Linked DNA regions of Columba livia: region 1 is linked to region 2. The links are chromatin contacts, called in public Hi-C maps. All regions are on one chromosome and are shown on one strand. The core of a region is the stretch at or near the end of the contact, and the rest is flanking DNA. Distances in the headings are between cores, read along the strand shown. Region 1 holds the start of CEP170B (centrosomal protein 170B). Region 2 holds the start of CLBA1 (clathrin binding box of aftiphilin containing 1).

Region 1 (5,005 bases), core at 751-3,250, 220 kb after region 2:
ATCCATCTGATGACAAGGCAATTTGAAAGGAACCTCACTTGCACTTTCACAAACATATGAATTCTTCATGAGAACTGCAGACTCAACACAAAAAAGGAAGTTCCTTTTAAAAGATGTCATTTGAAGAAAGCATGCAACATCTCCACAGATCCCCAGCATTACGTTCACACCTACTGCATCTTTAGAAGAAATAACAAAAACTAAAAAAGCCATGTTACCTGGAGCATCAGTTCACAGTCATCTCTGCCAACAAATATCATCTCCCGAGGGAGCCGATGGCGAATGCCAGTGCTGCTCACCAAGAACCACGAAGTCACGCTCATTTTGCCGCTTGGCACTTAATCTTTATACATCCTGAAAACAAACAAAAAAAAACCCACAGCACAGTGAGCTATTAATGAAGTGTGGAAGTACACCAGTGCATAGCTGCAGTTCCAAATTTCCCTGTGCCATGGAACCCAGTGCTGCTTTTTGCATTTCATGTTCATGTCTTGAATTCCGCGTGCCAACATGCAGTTGTGAAGTGTGTGCCAGGACCTGCTGCCCATGTGCCACACGCAGGAGCTCTGCAGCTCTTGAAATATTCCTGCAGCAAAGTAAGACTCTTGGTCTGAAGAAAGGACTCTTTAAAAGACGAAGCATGGAGCTGAATCTAATCAATGAAATGATAAAACATGGGGGAGGAGGAGAAGGGGGGGAGACATCTTTCCAGAACATTTCGTCATTGCTAGCACTGAATCACAGCTTGAGCTTCCCTCATCAAAGATCTGGACCAGCAAATCAGTAAGGTGACATAACCTGTCTCCTTTAACCTTTCACAGTATGCTCCCAGGAGCAGTTACATCGGTGCTGGGGAGGAGAACACCCTCCCTATTGCTCATCCCACTTCCACACTGATATAAGCTGGGAGCCCACACATCACTCCTTCCACACGGCATGAGCTGGTCCAAAAACCAAACCACGCTGCCACCCCAGGACAGGAAACACAGGCTGCAGTTCCCACCGGCGGGTTTTGGTGTGCACGGCCCCCCTGTCCCCTGCAACAGGCAGCAGAGCTGTGACCTGCGAGGGCAGCACTTATCGGGACTCTCCCAGCCACACCTGTTTGTTGTCGCTGCTACAGCCCGGCTGCGGGCAGCCTGTTCCTGCGGCCTGTCCTCCTCCCTCTCCCACAATATCGCATTTTCCTCTCGCTGGCTGAAGAAAAAAAAATTAAAAAAATAAATTGGCACACACCAGCCTCTCGTCTTCCCCTCACCCACCTCCTGGGATGGAAACTGCATTCCGAAATTCAGCGAGGGAAGGAGATCTCCATTCCATCTGCGCTCTCCGGCCTCCCCCGCCCCGGCGGCCCCGGCGAAGCGCAGGTGACACCCGCGGGAGGATGAACGGCCTCCCCCGGCGGGGCGCGGGCCTGGGGGCGGCCAGGAGAGCCCGCCGCCCTCTCTGCCGCTGCGGACAACGAACCGCTCCGGGAGCCGGCGGTAAAGGCTTCCGTGCCGCGACATGCGGCCCCGCCGCGCCCGTCGCCCGGCCCTGCCGAGGATCCGCCGCCTCCCCGACAAAGCGCCCGGACAGAGAGCCGGAGCCGCCTCGCACTGCCCCGGGCCGAGCTGCGGGGCGGCCGCCGCGGCCGGCTCCGTCCCCAGGGCCCCGGCTGGGCCGCGCTCGCTGCCGCGCGGAGCGCAGACAGCCCCGGCCGGAGGGGCCGCGGCGGGGCCAGGTGCTGCGCAGGGTCCCCCCACCCTCCTCCGCGGGGCGGACACGGCCCTTTGTCCGCCGCGGCCCGGCTTCCCTTCCCTCCGCCCGCCCGGCCGGCCGGTGCTGCGGGAGCCGCCCGCCCTCCGCCGCCCCTACCTGCTGCGGTCCTCGGCGCGGTGGCAGGCCGGGCGCCGCGCCCCGCCAGCCGGCTCTGCCTGCCCCGCGGGCCGCTCCCGGCGCCCGCCCCGCCCCCGTGCGCGGCAGGTTCCCGACGTCAGGAGGCGGCTCCAGCCGCCGGGCCCGGCCGCGGCCCCACCGCCCTCCCCCGCTGCGGCCCTGCCTGAGCTCATCGGCCCGGAGCCCCCAGCCCGGCTCCGGCTTCGGGCCGTGGCACCTGAGCGGCAGGTGCGGCAGGGACTGACGGGGATTCTGGGTCATGGCTGCAACGCAGGAGCAGCCGTGCCCTGGTTCAGCGTCCCTCATTTCGGGGTCTCTGAGAGGCTCCATGGACATCAGTGGAGCCTCACAACACCTTTGTGAGGTGGATACGGCTGTCCGCGATCTCGGGAGGCCCAGCGCTGGAGGCTGTGGGACAGGGGATGCTGCTTCCACCTGCCAGTGGAGAGAGTCCAAACATCACCTCTTCCCCAACACAGGTCACAGCACCAGCCTCTTCCCCCAAACATCAGACCACAGTCAACGCTTCAGACACGCTGGATGAGGTCCAGCAGAGACACATGCTGCGAGCTGGGTCTCTAGCTTGGAGAAGAGGAGACTGAGGGGTGACCTCATTAATGTTTATAAATATGTAAAGGGTGAGTGTCAGGAGGATGGAGCCAGGCTCTTCTTAGTGACAACCAATGACAGGACAAGGGGAAATGAATAAAAACTGGAACACAGGAGGTTCCACATAAATACAAGAAGAAACTTCTTCACAGTGAAGGTAATTGAGCACTGGAACAGGCTGCCCAGGGAGGTTGTGGAGTCTCCTTCTCTGGAGACATTCAAAACCCGCCTGGACACCTTCCTGTGTAACCTGATCTTTGGGTTCCTGCTCCGGCAGAGGAATTGGACTAGATGATCTTTTGAGGTCCTTTCCAAACCCTAACATTCTGTGATTCTGTGATTTTGTGGTATGGAAAGCACTAACACAAACTGCAAGTTTGCCCGAGTAACACAATTACTTTGGGAGTAACACAGTTGCTTTACTCCCCCACCTGGGTCCCAGCACCAGCCTTCTCCCTCTCACCCTCCACCGGCTGCAGGGAGTAGGTTGACATCCATCTCCACATGCTTCCCTCAGGTCCTCTCATGGGGCAGTACCTAAAGGCGTTTGACAGGACTGCATCGGTCTCAAGGATCTGACCACTGAATAAGAGCGTGAAATGGGTGATGTGAAAGGATGTGCCATTTTATGAGCTGCAGGTAACTAGAAAGTTCCTGAAGAGCAATAAGCACGAGGAGCAATGACAGGGTTTTTTTCCCTATCAGGAGGAAAACTGAGTATCATAATGGATCCAACTATTTGCCACTGCAAAAGCTTTTTCAATAGAGCCCACAGCTCCTGCAGAAGTCAGTGGAGCTTCGAAGAGTAGCAACTACTCACTGGCCCCCTGGCTCCAGCTAGCACAGGCTGCTGAGGAAAGACTATAAGAAGACAACAAGTTCATAGCAATGTTTTCCAGAGTTTATATTCCAGACAGAAGAGACATCCTTGCATTTATATACTGTACATCTAGGCTTGAGTATCATTTCTCTATTACCTGCAGAAGCTTCCCTAGGTGTCTTCAGTGCTGTCTTTAGAATTTTGGCTCAGGATGTAGCCTTAATAATGTCTGATGGCATGGAAACCATAGGTCCGGTATGCCACTTGCGGGGGTCAGTCCTATAGCAGCATAACCCCGTGGACTTACTCCTGTCCTACAGCTTCCAGTTGAGTTAATGTCACTGTGGCCCAGACAGCAGAGGAACCTGTCCCCTGGGAATGGTGGTGGGGAAGGTCAACCACTGCAAGGCTGAAGAACCAAGGAGGATGAAGGAAAACAGCATTTCTTCTTTTCCTTCCTCTTTCTGAAGAGCAGGAGGACTTTGTTATTATCTAATTAATGGTATTATTGCCTTCTTTAATCAACGTTTGACTTCTTCCCTGGCAAATACATCATGCCCCAGGGTGATTTCAAGGTGTGATTATCTTCAAAGGCTTCTGAGCTGGCTGAGGCTGCAGCATCTGTGTTTTATTGCAGTGCTCTTGCTGTCTCCTCGGAGCGGAGCACCACGCCCTTGCAGCACGCCAAGTCCCTTGGACGCCAGGCAGGACGGGGTGAGCGGTGGACATTTCTGAGGTGCTTTAAAGGCTTTCGCACTGCCACAATGCAATAGAAATCCTTTATGAGTAAAAATGGACTTCCACCTTATTTACCAGTCTGTCCTGTCATTGAATGATGTTTTATTATTGATTTAACTGACCTATAGCTAAAGTTCTTATAAATATTATTCACTTATTTCTGAACCACGTCTATTTGCTGGTGAGGTTGCTGTATGAGCTGATCTGCAGAGCATCTGTGTACTGCTATAAGGAAGTACAATAATTTACTTCTTTATACAAGCCTGCCATCTAGGCAAATCTTTGTTATAAGTTACTATAAAAAGGTTAGTGTTTGCTTTAGTCTCTCTTTAAGTCCAGTTTTACAGTTCATGTATACATGTGTATTTATCCGGGCAGTTGGTACTTCACTATTTATAGAGAAGAAAAACAGTCCTTGTTCCCACCACGTGCCTTCTGACCTGATTGAAGATGCAGTTGAGGCCAATACACTGGTCCTGGCTGAATGCAGCATTACAGCCTCTTTATTTTATTCCTGTAATCTAAAGGGAATAAAAAAGCTAATAAGTGGAATTCTTCCTTCTCACTCTCCTCACCCCTCCCAAAATAGTATGTGGGCACTGGGGGCTGCAGAACAGCCTGGTGCTACACTCCCATTTCTACATTCTGGGCAGAAGGAGCCTCTGCGGGAAAGAGAAGCTGTTGCAATGCCATACTTTGATTTTCAGGTTTTTTCCTATTGGAACAAGCCTCGTTGGCAGCCACTACAACCAGAAGGCTGCTCTAGTTTACACCACAGGCTGACCAAGCACATAACCACCTTTGAAAACATGATACTACAGAAATATCTTAAAACCACCTCTTCCCGCAGGGAGGAGGGAAGGTCTGGGAAAGACCTCAAGAAGTTGGGTGCAGCAGCAGCACCATGTGGCTCACACTAAGCTTGTGACAGAAGGTGCTTATCATGCAAGTCTCTCTACA
Region 2 (4,736 bases), core at 1,660-4,159:
GGTATCTTGTGATCTCTATCAATGCTGGACAGCTTACCACACACATCTTGTGCTTTCCCTGGTAACACCTCTGCACCAGGTAAAACTTCCAGGCAGGGAAGTTTTCTGTCTCCAGAAAACCCTCTGTTCCCTATGCAGACTAAAACTCAACTGATTAACTCTGTGCAGGTCTTAGTTAATTGCTCTTCTTTTTTTCCCCAAAAATGCTTTAACTAGGACAAAAGCAGTGAGAATGAGGGTGTTTTGTATTTGTACATTCTTATTTTCCTATCGTTGCTTTGCTTCACTCTGTGAATGCATTTTTGGTGTTTGGTAAACACTGAAATCCATTAATTGCAAAATGTAACCCCGAAACTGAACCATTTTTGTGTTGATAAGGAAAAATTACATAACTTAGTATTTATGCAAATTATTAGTTCTAACATATCATGAGACAATGTAACATCCTATGCTAGAAAATAAATGATATCTAATTATTGCTATTCATTTATTTGTATCGTTAACTTCTACCCACAATCAATCTAAATTCCAGAAAAACTGCTGGATTAATCATGCAGTATACTGAATAACAAAAGTTACTGTTATTGCCAACTTCTAACTCAACTTCATGTTGGTTTAGTTCAATAAGCTTGCAGGCAAGCCACAGAATTTTTGGCTCCCCTTTTTTGCTTCCCACCTTAGCAGTTTTTTGTTTCCTACGCTCATTCTTGTCTAGCTTTTGAGTTGCATGTGCTTCAGGGCAAAGTTCATCATTTCTACGTGCTTACTGAATTCTAGTGTCTAGAAGCAAAGTAGCACATTAACATTCTTTAAAGCTCTCCAGCAGGATAACTTAAGTATTTGTCAAACACTGTAAAAAAGTCACTTCTGTTCCACTTGGGTTAGCTGCAAAGTAGCCTGATGGTCTCTCTCCCTGTACAGCCTTATCGTCTACACAGAAGACATTCAAATATAAATCTCGAGCTATAGGAAGCAGTAACACAAACACGTTTGGGTTTTGGTTTACTATTGACACCTACCTCCTTGTGAGAGCTCAAGGCCTCCTGTGTCCCACCATGTAGAGACGGTTCAGGATGAACGTGTCCAGCAGAAGCACTGCAACATCCACGGCTCGAGTCCCTGTCACCTCCAGAAGCTTTTGTTGGCTTCCCCAAAACGTCAAGATTGTGACCGAATCCCTCTGATTTGTCTAAGGACTCCCTGAAGCCTTCAAAATCACCCCAGGAACCACCGGGTTCTGAGGTACCGTAACTGCTCTCAGAAAAGCCCTCACTACTTCTCCCTTTGCTGTTTACTACAGGGAGGCTTAGCTGCTTTACTTCAAGATTAGTAATTTCTTCATTACTTGTCCTTTCATTCAAGTTACAGTCACTTCCATCAAGAGGCGTACTGCCTACTTCAACTGTTAGGTCTTCTAGAGACATCCAGTGAGATGTTTCTGTATTAGCAAGATTTTCTACTGGTGACAGGTTCTGCATCTTTAAGAAGAATTTATTTGTTGAAATCCGTACTGCAAAAAAAAAGGCTAAAGAAGTTCAGTTGCATTAGAAATCTGAATATTTCCAAAACAGAATCAAATTAATCATTTCACCTCAAATAATAACACTGCTAAATAAAAACAGGATGACCTTCAGTGTCTCCTCCAGTAATCAGCATGTGCATGTTATTCAGTCTCACTCTCTATGTAGGATATTAGTCTGCAAAGAAAGAATTGTAAATAAATACTTCTGTGATAAGGGCTGTGTAGGAATAAAGAAAGATAGCTGATAAGGCAGGAGAAAGAATGTTCAGGCTAAAATAAACACATTCCAGTATTATACAACTGAAAATCGCTGCAGGGAAAATTATTTAAAATTTACACATAACTATCTGCCCACATCACAAGAATGCCATTAAATCAGTGAACAATACTCAAAAAATATTTAACAAAAGTTCTTGGGTATTAATTGAGTACTGAATGCACAGGAGACAAGCCTAAATAATTATAAACAATATCCAACACATTATATATTTTCTATAACTATGTATTTCATCCTTCTCGCGTATGCTCAAACACTGCTTTTGTTGTTTGTGTGGGCTTTCCCTGTCCGAAAGATTCCTGAAGTGGTGTGATTTGCAGCAACACCAGAGCTGGCCGTTTAATCCTGTGACAAATACAGTGCTTCCAACTGTTTAAGCAATTAAGGCAGATTTAGTAAATTCAGTCTAGCGTCTGTAAATTATACGGGCAATATTGCATTTATCGCTTTAGATTAACCACATCTCGTCAAGATGCACGCTGTTTTGGGGAGCGGGTTAGGAGCTACAGTAGGAGCGACACTTCTGAAAAGACTGGCCGCTACTAGACACGTTCTGTGCTCAACAAACTGAGCCAATCTCGGGCTGTGTTCCCCAGGGTCACCTCGCAGGTGGCACAGGGCCGGCCGGTGGGCTCTGGATTGCGCCCCCGCCGCGGGGCTCCGGAGGGCCAGCGGGACACGGCGGGGCTGCTGCCGCCGAACCCTCCCCCGGGACACCCTCCCCCAGGCGGGCAGTACAGGGGAAACCCCGGCGGGTGCGAGCCCGTCCCCGACCCGCAGCCGCCGGCGCTTCAGCCGGGGAAGCGGCTCCTCCACCCGCCCTTCCCACCGCCGAGCCCCGCGGTGACCGGGCACCGGCACCTGCCCGCCCCCGGGGAGGAGGAGGCGGGGGGGACACGGCGAACCGCCCAGCTCCACAGCCCCGAGGAGCGGGGAACCGCCGCCGTGCCCCATCTCCCCCTGCTGCGGGGGGACCGAGCGGCGCCGGCCGCTGTGGCAGCTCAGACCCGTACGGAGCAGCCTTACCGCCCGTCCTGCGCCCCGGCCAGCGCCCCGGGCCCGGCCGCGCCGGCAGGTCGGCAGGGGCGGGGCCGCGGGGCGTTACCGGCCGGGGCGGGGCCGCGGGGGCGCCCGCTGTGCGGGACGGGTTGGCGGGGAGGGGGGCAGAGCGGAGCCCCGGAGCCGCTCAGCCGGGGCGCTGCTCCCGCGGCGGGAGGGGGAGGATCTGCACCGCCCGGGCCTGCCCGATCCCCCGGCGCTGCCCAGGGGAGCAGCCAGGGGCGGGGGAGCCTCAGCCCTTAGAAGCACAGAATCATGGAATCATGGCAGTTGGAAGAGTCCAACTATAACGTAACTCTAAACCATGTCCCAAAGAACCTCGTCTCTACGTCATTTAAACACCTCCAGGGATGGTGGCTCCACCACTTCCCTGGGCAGCCTGTTCCAATCCCTGACAACCCTTTCCATGAAAATTTTTTCCTAATATCCAGTCTAAACCTTCTCCAGCACAACCTGAGGCCATTTTCACTTGTCCTGTCACTTGCTACTTGGGAAAAGAGACCAACCCCCGCCATGCTACAACCTCCTTTCAGGTAGTTATAGACAGTGATAAGGTCTCCCCTCAGCCTCCTTTTCTCCATGCTAAACAGCCCCAGTTCCCCCAGCCGCTCCCCATCAGACTTGTTTTCCAGACCATTCACCAGCTTCATCACCCTCCTCTACACTCTCTCCAGCACCTCAATGTCTTTCCTGTAGTGAGGGGTGCAAAGCTGAACACAGGATTCAAGGTGTGGCCTCACCAGCGTCGAGTACAGTGGGATGATCCCCAAGCCAGGCGGTGTCCCGGAGGATCCCCGTTCTCTCCTGTTTCTCTGACAAATACTTCCCCAGTTCTCCAACCTTGCCCCTGCACCTCTGTCATTACAATTGGCTTCACCTTCATCTCCCTTGGGCTGAAACCACTCCACTGTTTTACATCCAAAAGCCAACTCCTGCTCTCCAGAAAGAGATTGATTTTAAAATAATTATGTGAAAAAGAAAAGTATTCCCATTTTTCCAGCTTCTTTCTGTGAGCCGGCAGGCTAAGGACTCAGAGTTTGATGGTGGTGGTTTGTGTTTGGTTTGAGTATAACTAAAATCCTCACATCATGACAAGTTTCCAGGACATGGACTTAAAAAGAGTAACAATCAATCCACCCAGTAGTATAATCTCATGATAAAATGGTAGGGATGGGCCAGCAACAGTCTCTCAGGATCTCCTCTTCCTCTCCCCTTCTTTTTGCCCCACGAGGAAGCTGAGGCTGGGACTGGATCCTCCCATTGTAGGAGGTAAAGGCAGAAGCTGTGGGTCCGTCTGTCCTCTGTGACAGGTCACCCTGCAGCCTGAGGTGACCATGTCTTCTTGCCCACCTCCTGAGGAGCAGCGCTGTCTGGAGGTGGCGTGGCTGAGTCCAGCTGCTCCCACAGCTGGGTGACAGAGGGAAGGACACAAATTCCTCAGTCTTCCCCTCCTCAGGTCTGGGTTTCACACCTGGGCAGTCCCAAGCAACAGGGGACAGTTGTAAAAGCACAGAAAAGGGTTTTTCTGGAGCAAATCCCAAGGTAAAAAGCATTTTCTAGGCATTACAGTACACGTTTTCCAGCCTAGGCACAGATACGTGCACTCCCACACATCTAACTCTCATTCCAGGCTCTAGTGCTTTATCTGAGGGTGAGAGGCTGAATTTGGGAGCAATGCCCAGACGCAGAGCCAAAGAAACTTTATCAGCAGGTCTCTGAAAGATTTTCTAAATTTGTTTTCTTTCTGCTTTGGAGCAGTTCCTTGCCCTCCATGGCCATCCCATGGCAGGCTGCAGCTGAGGATATCCGACCAGCCCGGTGAGACTGTGACCAAAGCCCGGAGTGTCTGACACTTGTTGCGGTAGCATCACCATCCCA

What was found. A called contact is a pair of places that touch in the nucleus more often than the background predicts.
Region 1: a Hi-C map of crop shows a contact between it and region 2, with 2.4 times the contacts expected there. The contact joins the promoter of CEP170B here to the promoter of CLBA1 in region 2. A contact is called at or near these places in 2 of 2 Hi-C or Micro-C datasets (crop and liver).

What each region holds. Positions count from the first base shown.
Region 1 is chr5:9,602,790-9,607,794 of bColLiv1.pat.W.v2, forward strand. CEP170B (centrosomal protein 170B) reads right to left here and starts at 2,001. Exons shown (of 20, transcript XM_065063316.1): 1 at 1,858-2,001; 2 at 219-354. The coding sequence starts at 323.
Region 2 is chr5:9,381,839-9,386,574 of bColLiv1.pat.W.v2, forward strand. CLBA1 (clathrin binding box of aftiphilin containing 1) reads right to left here and starts at 2,910. Exons shown (of 7, transcript XM_065063299.1): 1 at 2,826-2,910; 2 at 1,629-1,697; 3 at 1,020-1,510. The coding sequence starts at 1,662.